Regions from separate parts of the Sus scrofa genome. Here region 1 is linked to region 2. A link is a contact called in public HiChIP or PLAC-seq data. All regions are on one chromosome and are shown on one strand. The core of a region is the stretch at or near the end of the contact, and the rest is flanking DNA. Distances in the headings are between cores, read along the strand shown. Region 1 holds the start of CORO2A (coronin-2A). Region 2 holds the start of TRIM14 (tripartite motif-containing protein 14).

Region 1 (4,912 bases), core at 2,133-4,632, 56 kb before region 2:
GGGATGTGGGGTGGGGGGGAACCCTTGTCCACCACCAGGAGGAACATGTTGTGAGGGTTGGGCAGAGAGCCCTGAGGCGGGTGCCCAACTTCTAATCTCCCACCACCAACTTCACAGGCTGGGGCAAGAAAAGCCACCTCTTTGAAAATGTGGTGGTTGGGACAGGGTGGCAGGGAAAGGTGGTGAGAGGGACAGAGCTGCAGCCTGTTGCCAGATCGAGGCTAGCTTTTTATGTGTGCAAAACTCAGCTCTGGTTCTGGGTTCTTCAGGCCCCTCCTCAGCAGACAGGCTTCCCCATTCCCCTCAAGTCAGGGAATGGAAGCTATACAAGTGATCTTGGCAGCTTATTTCTCAACAAGACCTGTGACTGTGCCAGGATAGCCTTCAGCTAAGCAATCTTTGGTATGAAGGACTGAGGGTGGCTGGAGAGGCTGTAACCCTCAGGGCCATCACGGGGAAGACAAGAGGTCCAGCCTCCTGGAAATCCAGGAGGGTTAAAAGAGTTAACTCTGATACTGGCACAGAGTAAAGCACTGCAGATGGTGAGTGTCCCTCTCCTTCCTTCATCTCTCCTCTCTTCTTTTCTTCCCCCTTCTCCATCTTTCCCACACACACACCTAGGCAGAGGAGTAGCTCTGCCCAGGCTGGGTGTCTATCCCTGCTTCCCCTCCTCCAATAGGGGGAGAGGTGGTGCTCTGCAGCTGACCTAGCACAAAGTCACCTCTGAGTCCTACCTCACTGCATGACAAAATCACCTGAGTGCTGGACCCCACACTCAGAACCTATTGTTGGGCATGGGTGTTGTGATACACTGACATGGTTGGGCCCCACAGGCAATGAGGAATGACTGGTGAGGCCCCTAGCCCTGCAGCAAGGAGCTGGAGCCAGAGCTTGTCCCAGAGCACTCGCTCACTCCAGGCCAAGCTCAGTTTACAGATAAGGAGACAAGGCTCAGAGAGGTTAATTAACTTACCCAAAGTCACACAGCCACTGAGGGGTTAACTACAAAACCCAGGAGGGCTCCTCCAAGCTCACAGTGCCTTCTCTGAATCCTAGAACACCTCCCCCAAGAACCCAAGGGAAAGGGTAAGGCTGGCCTGTGGCTTCTTGAGTGGCATAGGGCCCGTAGGGATAGCTCTAGGCAAAGAAACCTGGAAGGATGAACCTCCACCTTACAGGGAGGCTGCAGCAGGGACTGGTGCGGGTGGGGTTGTACCCCGAGAATATATAGAGCTGCTGCTGCTCCTAGGTAGCTGCCCACTCTCCCTCTCCGTATCTTTTCCTAAAAGAGGTTTGGGGCCCACTCCCGGTGTCAGGTTCCTGGCTCCGCACCACAGCTGTTGCCCCCATCCCCAGGGGCCGCTGCTTTCCAGGGCTGGAGGATCTGATCCTTCACAGCCCCACCTCCATACCCTAGGGGATAGGCCCTCTGGCTCAAAGCATCCCTCTTCCAAACACTAGGTCTCTAGCAAGCTCAGGTCCATACTTCATCCTGGAGGGGAAAGGAAAGGAGTTACTCAGAAAACTGCCTGGGGAAATATCCCCAAAAACAAATGAACTCCTCAAAACAAGAGGGAGGGCCTGGAGGTTACTTTGGAAGATCCTCCCCCACCCTGAAGTGGGAGATAAAGCATACACTCCTATTGAACATCTAAGTTCAGGGTTCCCTCCCCCATATTCAGAATCTTACTTCCCAGGCACTCCTGCCCCTCCTTCTTTCTCAGCTCTGTCTGCCATGGGCACAGGACCACACGCACACGTTTTCGTCGCCCACTTGGCAGATTAAACAAAGCAGGCCATGTTGATACAGGAAGGTTTCCTGGCCCATCTCAATAAGCAATAAGGCCCAAAAGAAGGTGCCAGCAAATGGGCCCAACTCTGGGGCCAGACCTACTGTGTGGTTTCATAGCTAGGGAACTCTGGGCAGGTCATCCCCACTCTGGCTTCAGTTTCCCCATGTGTGCAATTCACATGGTCAGAGGTAGCCTTCATAAAATGAACCAGGATAACAGGAAAGGACAGGACAAGAGAATGAGGAACACACACGTGCAGGGAGCATCTCTAGGAAAGGTACCACCTTCTGTCTATTACAGAGGCTTCCAATGGTCTCCCCTCTGGCCCATTGGTCCTATGCCCATGTGGAACCAGAGAGGTCCCCAAACACAGTCCCAGCCGCCTATCATCATGGCAACTGCGGTGATGCATTTAAGGTGCCCAGAACAGTGCCCGGTTCTTCAGGAGTTGGGAAGATGCAGATATGAGGCTGGGAGGGAATGTCCACAAGGGTTCTGGGAAGCCTTCCTGGGGAAGGACATGGAAGGAAGAAATGAATCTGTTTAGACAGTAGACCATGATATGGGAAGAGAATTCCTGGCAGAGAGGACTGCGAACAAGGGCACAAAGATATGAGAGTGCAAATGGGTAGGAAATGCATACCATAGTTACTGGCTGAAGCCCTAGGTGAATTAAGACATTCGGGTGAATTAACACTTACTGAGCCAGGCACTGTTCTAGGCCCTGGAGATACACCACTGAACAAACAGTTGTTCTCATGAGAGACGGTGTGGTGGAGTGACTATAAGCTTGGGCTTGGGAGCCACACTGCCTAGGGTTGTACTGATACTGGTGTCATCTTAAGAAAGGTACTTAACCTCTGTGAACTTCAGATTTCTTATGTGTAAAATAGGTAAAAGCTAACCTAGTAGGTTTATGTGTCGATAAACTGCGGTGATGCATTTAAGGTGCCCAGAACAGTGCCCGGTTCTTCAGGAGTTGGGTGGTGATATTACAAAAAGGCTGGGCTTCCCCATCTCCGCCCCCACTGCCCAAGGCGGCAAGACTAAGCAGCAGCGCCCCCTCTTGGCTACCGATAGAAAGAAGGGCGTCCTCCCATACTCAGAGATCCTCCCTGCCCTCTTCCTCTCGACGTACCGGGAACCCCCAGGAATTACTCCAACAGCTCGGGTTCACCAAGCGCTACTCCTGTGGCCGTCTCTGAGTGCGCACATTACTGCGCCGGTAAATTAGATCGTCACTTCCAATTCTCAAACAACTCTGAAGCAGACACGGTTTGTTTCCACTCCACCTAAGGGTAAAGTGACCCTCCCGGAAGGATCGAATCCCTTGTCTCATACCACTCCGCGAGAAAGCGACGGGATGTGAAGGAAGGCAACCCCAGCCTCTACTCGGTCCCCGGGGAGCCCGCCCCATTCACTGCGGCGTGTGCGCGCCGCTGTGCGAGCCCTTTCTCTGTGCGAATGCGCGCCCCGAGACAAGCTCCGGGGTACCAGGAACGCGGCCCAAGGGCCGAGGAAGGAAGGGTGGCCTGGCGGACTCGCGGGCGGGGCTTGTGCTCGGCCCCGGCCCCTCCCACCGGCCCCTCCCGCTGGGCTGAGGGTGGGAGGAGGCGGCAGCGCTGGGCGCGGGGACTCGGCGGGCAGCGAGGAGCTCAGAACCAGAGCCAGACGCCGCCGCCGCTACCGCCACCTGCGCGGCCGTCATCAAGGTAGGGCGGTCCCGGGCCGCCGGGCTATGCCTTCCCCGTCTGCGCGATGTGCTCGTGCTGCGCCTCTGAGCTGCAACGCCTGGGGAGGGATGCTGGGGCTCGGCGCACCGCTGGGGACCTGGCGGGACGCGGGGAACCTGGCGTTCGACACCTCTGCGTGACCTTGCAAAAAGCACTGCTTCTCTCCAGGCCTCAGTTTCCCCATCGGGATAGCGGGCACAAGGATGGCCCCTTCGTCGCTGGGCTGTGGGGAGGGGCCGCCTCAAGCTCCAGGCTCCCGACGGCGCAGGGTCGGATGGGCACTGTCTGCACAGCCCACCCGCAGTGAGGGCTGCTCTTGCTGGGTGTGGCAAGCCGGTCCCGACAGTCCCCCCTAGTGGCCTGGGTGCCCCGCGGGACCCGTGTTGGGACTCTTCCCTCTCCTGGCTGGGTAACCTGCTGGGCCTCAGCTTCCCTGCACAGGAAACATTAATAGGCGACACCCCCAGGTCCCTGTCAAGCCAGCCTGGGCATGCAGGGTGGGGCAGTCAGAGTCTAAGCCTAGTCTTCCTCGCGGTCTGGGGCTGGAGGAGCCCTAGGTTGGAGGTGGTGGAGCCCTCTGGCACAGACTTGCCTGGACCAGACCCACGCAAGTACCTGGATTTAGGGCATGGTATGCAATGTCTCCCCACCAGGTGCTAACGCCCAAATCTAAGTCCCAGCCTGATGTGATATGGTTGGCTTGTCCATGCATAGACGGACCTAGAGGAGCTACAGTGCCAAGAGATGGTGTTTGGGTGGGGTCGGGTCTGGGACAGAGCAAATGTCTGAGAGACTGTGGCTCCAAGATTTCTGGGTAAAGACGACCTCTGGTGTCTGTCCTGGCCCCTTGGTAAGATCCCTCTGGACCATCTCACTGCCCCACTGCACACCCCTTATGATGGGAATCTCACTCGCTGTAAACAGAGCTAGAGTCTGCTAGTCCTGCTCTGGCACACAGACAACATCTGACCCCTCCATCCCCACCCCAGGGCAATTATCTGGTCCCTTAAATCAGTTCACCTCAGGGTTAAACAGCCCCAGATCCAGAGCTGTTTCTCCTGTCAGAGCCAAAGGGAGCAAAGGCAAGACAAGAGAGCTGAGGTGTCTGCCCTGGAGCAGTTAGTAGTCAGCCTGAGGCTTGTTCAGAACCCACCTTCATCAGGACTGGAATGTGTCCCCTGTACCTCTGGAAAGGTAGCTGCCTTAGAGGTCTGGAGTGAGAGGAGGAGCCAGAGGAGCCTCTCTCCAGCCCTTCCAGCCCAAGGGTCCCTGTCTTCTGTTGCCTGCTCTGATTGAAGGAGTAGTTTCTGAAAATCGAGCCTGGGCTTTCTCGATTGTACCCCCTCCTGACCTGCCCCTCACCTGGGAACTTTCCTACAGCCAAAA
Region 2 (4,780 bases), core at 493-2,992:
TCAGAAACTTGGCTGTGAAACAGGAAAGTCGGACTTGGTTCCTGACCTCCAAAGAGTTTTCAGTTGTGGTCGGAAGGAAGGGGAGGGCCAGAGTAGGGGACACGCAGGCTGTTCTCGGAGAAGAAACAAGGGAGGCTTCCTGGAGAGGATACTTAGGCAGAAAGATGACAAATAAATAAGAGTAAATGCAGCAAAGGGCATTTGAAGAAAAGAGTGTCCCAAGGGGAGAAAACCACCTGCTCCCTGGTGAAACAAGCAAAGGATGGGGTATAGACAGGGCAGAGAGCAAGGGTATTAAGAGCCAAGGGCCAGGGAGTTCCCATCGTGGCTCAGAGGTTAACGAATCCAACTAGTATCCATGAGGACTCGGGTTTGATCCCTGGCCTCACTCAGTGGGTTAAGGATCTGGCATTGCCATGAGCTGTGGTATAGGTCGAAGATGAGGCTCGGATCTGGCGTGGTTGTGGCTGTGGCTGTGGCGAAGGCCCGCGGCTATAGTTCCGATTTGACCCCTAGCTCCTTTAAAAAAAAAAAAAAAAAAAAAGAGCCAAGGGCCTTGTAAGTGGGAGCCGAGACTTTTAGATTTATTGAGGTATGATGGACAAAAATTGCATATATTTAGGTTGTTGGTGATTTCTTCAAGTATACAATGTGATGATTTAATATATGAATACACCATGAAATAATTAACACAAATTAATTAACACATTCATTACCTCATAGTCATCAACATTTTTTTGCGTATGGTGAGAACATTTGAGATCCACTCTCAACACACTTCAAATTGTTGAACTGTACTAAATTACAGTATAGTATTACTAACTGTAGCCACCATGCTGTTCATTAGATCCCCAGAACTTAGGCATTCCATAACTGAAAGTCTGTACCCTTTCCCCGACCCCACCCTTTCCACCAGCTCCTGGCAAAAACCTTTCTACTCTGCTTCTATGAGGATAAATAGAAATCTTTTTTTAAAAAAGATTCCACATATTTAGATATCATACAGCATTTGTCTTTGGTTTATTTCACTTAGCATAATGCCTTCCAGGCTCATTCATTTTGAAAATGGCAGGATTTCCTCTTTTAAATCTGAATAACATTTCACTATATATCCATACACATACCATACCTTCTTTAACCATTGATAGACACTTTGGGTTGTTTCCATACCTTGTCAATTGTAGATAATGCTGCAATAAACATAGGAATGCAGATATCTGAGATACCGACTTCATATTCTTTAGATATACTCAGAAGTAGGATTGCTGGATCATGTGGTAGTTTTATTTTTAATTTTTGAGAAACCTCCATACCCTTTTCTTCAATGCCTGTACCAATTTACACTCTGAGAATGCCGAAGCTTTATGTGAGGGGAATTGGAGTTTCCAGAGTGTCTCTCACAATTGAGGAACGGTTATTTCTCTTGGGGAAAGGCCAAAAGAGAAAGAAGTAGGGAAAGTGAAAAGTGCAGATAAATGTGCAACATCCTGGAAGGCCAGAGCCAATTATGGTCCCTTCCAAAGGGCGGCAGTTTTCTGATCAGGACTGGACGAGTGTCACTGAACGAGGAAGCCCACCTCCTTCCAGTTAGCCCATTAGAAGTGAGCCCCCATTTGTGCTGTGGCTGCTTCCAGGCCAGACACAGAGCCAGGAGACCAGGCCTGAGCTCTTACTGCCCAGGCGAGCTTCAGCAGGAGAGCATCGTGATGTCAGGAGAGCATCGTGCTCTCAGGAGGGTGACGATACCGCGGCTGTTCTCCGACGTGCACGCAGCGCCCTGCCATCTGTCTCTCCCTGCCGGAACTGGGCCGGCCGGGAGTGCCCCGCCCCACCGCTCCGCTTTCGATTCCCCGCCGACCCTTTGCGGCTCGGCGGCAACCCCAAACTTGGGGGTGAATGGCGGGCGCAGCGGCGTTAAGCGGGACACCTGAGGGGCTCGGCCGGGGGGACCCTGAGGAAGCGCACGGCCGGCGCTGCCGCGAGCACGGCGACCGCGTGGCCGAGCTCTTCTGCCGCCGTTGCCGCCGCTGCGTGTGCGCGCTTTGCCCGGTGCTGGGCGCGCACCGCGGTCACCCGGTCTGCCTGGTGCTGGAGGAAGCGGCGCGCGTGCAGGTGGGGACGCGGGGGCGCGAGCCTGGGAGCAACGGGCGGGGAAGGGCGTGCCGGGTCCCCTGACAGTTCCCGGTAGGGCCCCCGAGGCGGCCCAGAGACTCTCTAGGCGACCGACCTGTTCAGAAAGAGAAACTGAAGCCCAAGGAAAGGCGGCAGTGAGCCAAGGCCATCTTTTAGCTTCAGAAAAAGGTGGGTTTGTGAGTGAGAACTTGATATCCCGAACCTCCTCCACCGCAGCGGGTCCACCACGCTGCCTTAGGGCTAGAAGAAAATCTGCCTTGTAGCAGATGAAAAAAATCCGTCCCACTTAGAAAACAGGCGTCTAGCCCCAGAAAGCCACACAAACACCTCCTCTGGTCTTGCCTCCTGGAATTCAGAGGGGCTGTGGACCGCCCCATGGCCCTGGGGAGAAGCCTCGATGGCCCTCTGCCTAAGCCGTTCTGCCCCTCCCCCTCCACGCCCGCTCCCTTCCACACTCATAACCGCAGGACGACCGCTTCACAGGAAGAGGAAGGTTCTGGAGGCAGAGACAGGTCTTGAACCCAGGACTGCCCGTTATGGGCCGATCTCACGTTGGAGCTCTCACCCATGCTTAATCCTAATAGTGGAAGGGGCTCTGGACTCTTGTTCCAGCCTTGTGGCCAAATTTGTCCCCTGACTCTGGTCAAATCCCTCCACCTCTCTGGGCTAGGCCTTTCTGTCACGTTGATTCTACCACTTCCACCTTCAGGAAGTCACCCATGATTAACTTAGCCTCACCCTGACCTATCCCCTGCACAGCAAGACTTAATGCCATCACATTGTGTCACCCTTGGAGCTCCAAGGTGCGAATGGGCTATGTGGGGCCCGATCTAGCAGGTGGAGTCCAGATTCAAGGCCTGCCTCTGCTTCCAAGGTCTTAATTTTTTCTTATCTAGAAAATGGCTATAATAATAATAAACTCTTCAAAATGCTGTTTTCAGGAGTTCCCATCATAGCTCAGTGGTTAACGAACCTGAGTAACATCCATGAGGAGGCAGGTTCAATCCCTGGCCTTGCTCAATGGGTTAAGGATCCATTGCTGTGGATGTTGCTGTGAGCTGTGGTTAGGTTGCAGACATGGCTCAGATCCTGTGTTGCTGTGGCTGTGGCCAGCAGCTACAGCTCCGATTTGACCCCTAGCGTGGGAACCTCCATGTGCCATGGGTTCGGCCCTAAAAAAGAAAAAAACAAAACAAAAAAACCCCAAACGCCACTGTTTTCAGAATTAACAAGGCTGCTTTCAGAAGTATGGCTTCTGGTTCTAAAAGGCATCCATATACCCACCCACTCACCTGTTTGTTCATTTGTCATCTATCTGCCCATTCATTCCTTCCTCAGACATCCATTCAGCACATACCTTGTACCATGAGTCAAGGAATAGAACAGTTCTCCCCTGACCTGGAGGAGTTCCTTGGCCGGTATTGGGAGAACAAACAGTCGCAATACAGTATGATAGGTATTGTAATTGGGAAGCCTGAGACAGGGGTCAGTGGGAGCCAAAGAGGCAGGGACAGGAAGCCCAGGAAGACTTCCTGGAGGAGGTGCCACTGGAACTGCCCATGAAAATTATAAATGGGGTTTTGCCAGGTACCTAGACAGGAAAAGCACCCTGTGTCTGGAGAGCACAGGCACCAGGAGGCTGGGTTGTCCTTGGCTGATGGACAGGAGCTGGACTTGAAGGCTTAGAAATCACGGGAAAGGATGTACTCCTGACAGTTGAGGCTATGGCTTATACTTGGGTTACTTGTATTTCCAAGCCCACCGCACTCTACTCCCCCATGTAGAATAAAACTGTGCACACAGTCGCAAGCGCCTGTTGGATACTAAAACACAATACTGGTTACACCTGTTGAGCACTGCCTCTTCCAAGCACTACAGCAAGCATTTTGTGTACTTCTCATTCTCTACGGCAACCCTATGGGGTTAGCCCCTTTTGCCAGGGGAGGGAACTGAGGTTTAGAAAGGTGAGGTCACTGGCCCAGGTCATAGGGAAGAAGAGCTGGACTCAGATCTAGGCGATTCAGTCTGCCTCTGGGGCTTGGGCTCATAACTTGCTGAGTGGCTCCAGCTCTCCACTTGAAGGTGGCAGCCCCTTGTAAGTATGCTCAATTTAGCAAACACTTCTGGGTGATCCACCCTGGTCCCTATGGGGAAGCTAAGAATGGAGCTGGCCTGCCCTCAAGAAGCTGCAAGTTGGCCCAAGAGCTAAGTGTAAGGCAAGCGGTGAGAAGATAGAGGTAAGGTCACATCTGGCGGGGAGAGGGTCCCAGAGCAGGCTTTGGAGAAATAGCAATTGCAGAAAGCAATGATGTGGAAGGGAGCCATCTCTGGTAGGGGACCTCTCTCACATGCATGTCCTCTGAACCCCAGTCCAGGCCAGAGGATCACAGATCAACCCTGGATGCAAGTTCCATGAGGGCAGCTCCTAGCACAGGGCCAGGCAAGTATCAGGTACTCATTAGCATTAGGGGAAAGCTCTTCCCCTGACCCCAAGCTGCCTGCCTTAAGATCCTATTTGAGGGAGTTCCCGTCGTGGCGCAGTGGTTAACGAATCCGACTAGGAACCATGAGGTTGCGGGTTCGATCCCTGCCCTTGCTCAGCGGGTTAACGATCCGGCGTTGCCGTGAGCTGTGGTGTAGGTTGCAG

Evidence for each region. HiChIP or PLAC-seq counts read pairs in DNA pulled down with a chosen protein or histone mark.
Region 1: an H3K27ac HiChIP or PLAC-seq map of alveolar macrophages shows a contact between it and region 2. The contact joins the promoter of CORO2A here to the promoter of TRIM14 in region 2. A contact is called at or near these places in 1 of 5 promoter capture datasets (liver), 2 of 47 Hi-C or Micro-C datasets (heart right ventricle and skeletal muscle) and 1 of 2 datasets of contacts at active chromatin or transcription factors (alveolar macrophages).

The regions. Positions count from the first base shown.
Region 1 is chr1:239,999,434-240,004,345 of Sscrofa11.1, reverse strand. CORO2A (coronin-2A) reads left to right here and starts at 3,382. Exons shown (of 12, transcript XM_005660267.3): 1 at 3,382-3,505. TBC1D2 (TBC1 domain family member 2A) reads left to right here. Exons shown (of 16, transcript XM_021066519.1): 16 at 1-2,748.
Region 2 is chr1:239,942,044-239,946,823 of Sscrofa11.1, reverse strand. It overlaps TRIM14 (tripartite motif-containing protein 14), which reads left to right and starts at 1,742. Exons shown (of 6, transcript XM_003122031.4): 1 at 1,742-2,112. The coding sequence starts at 1,897.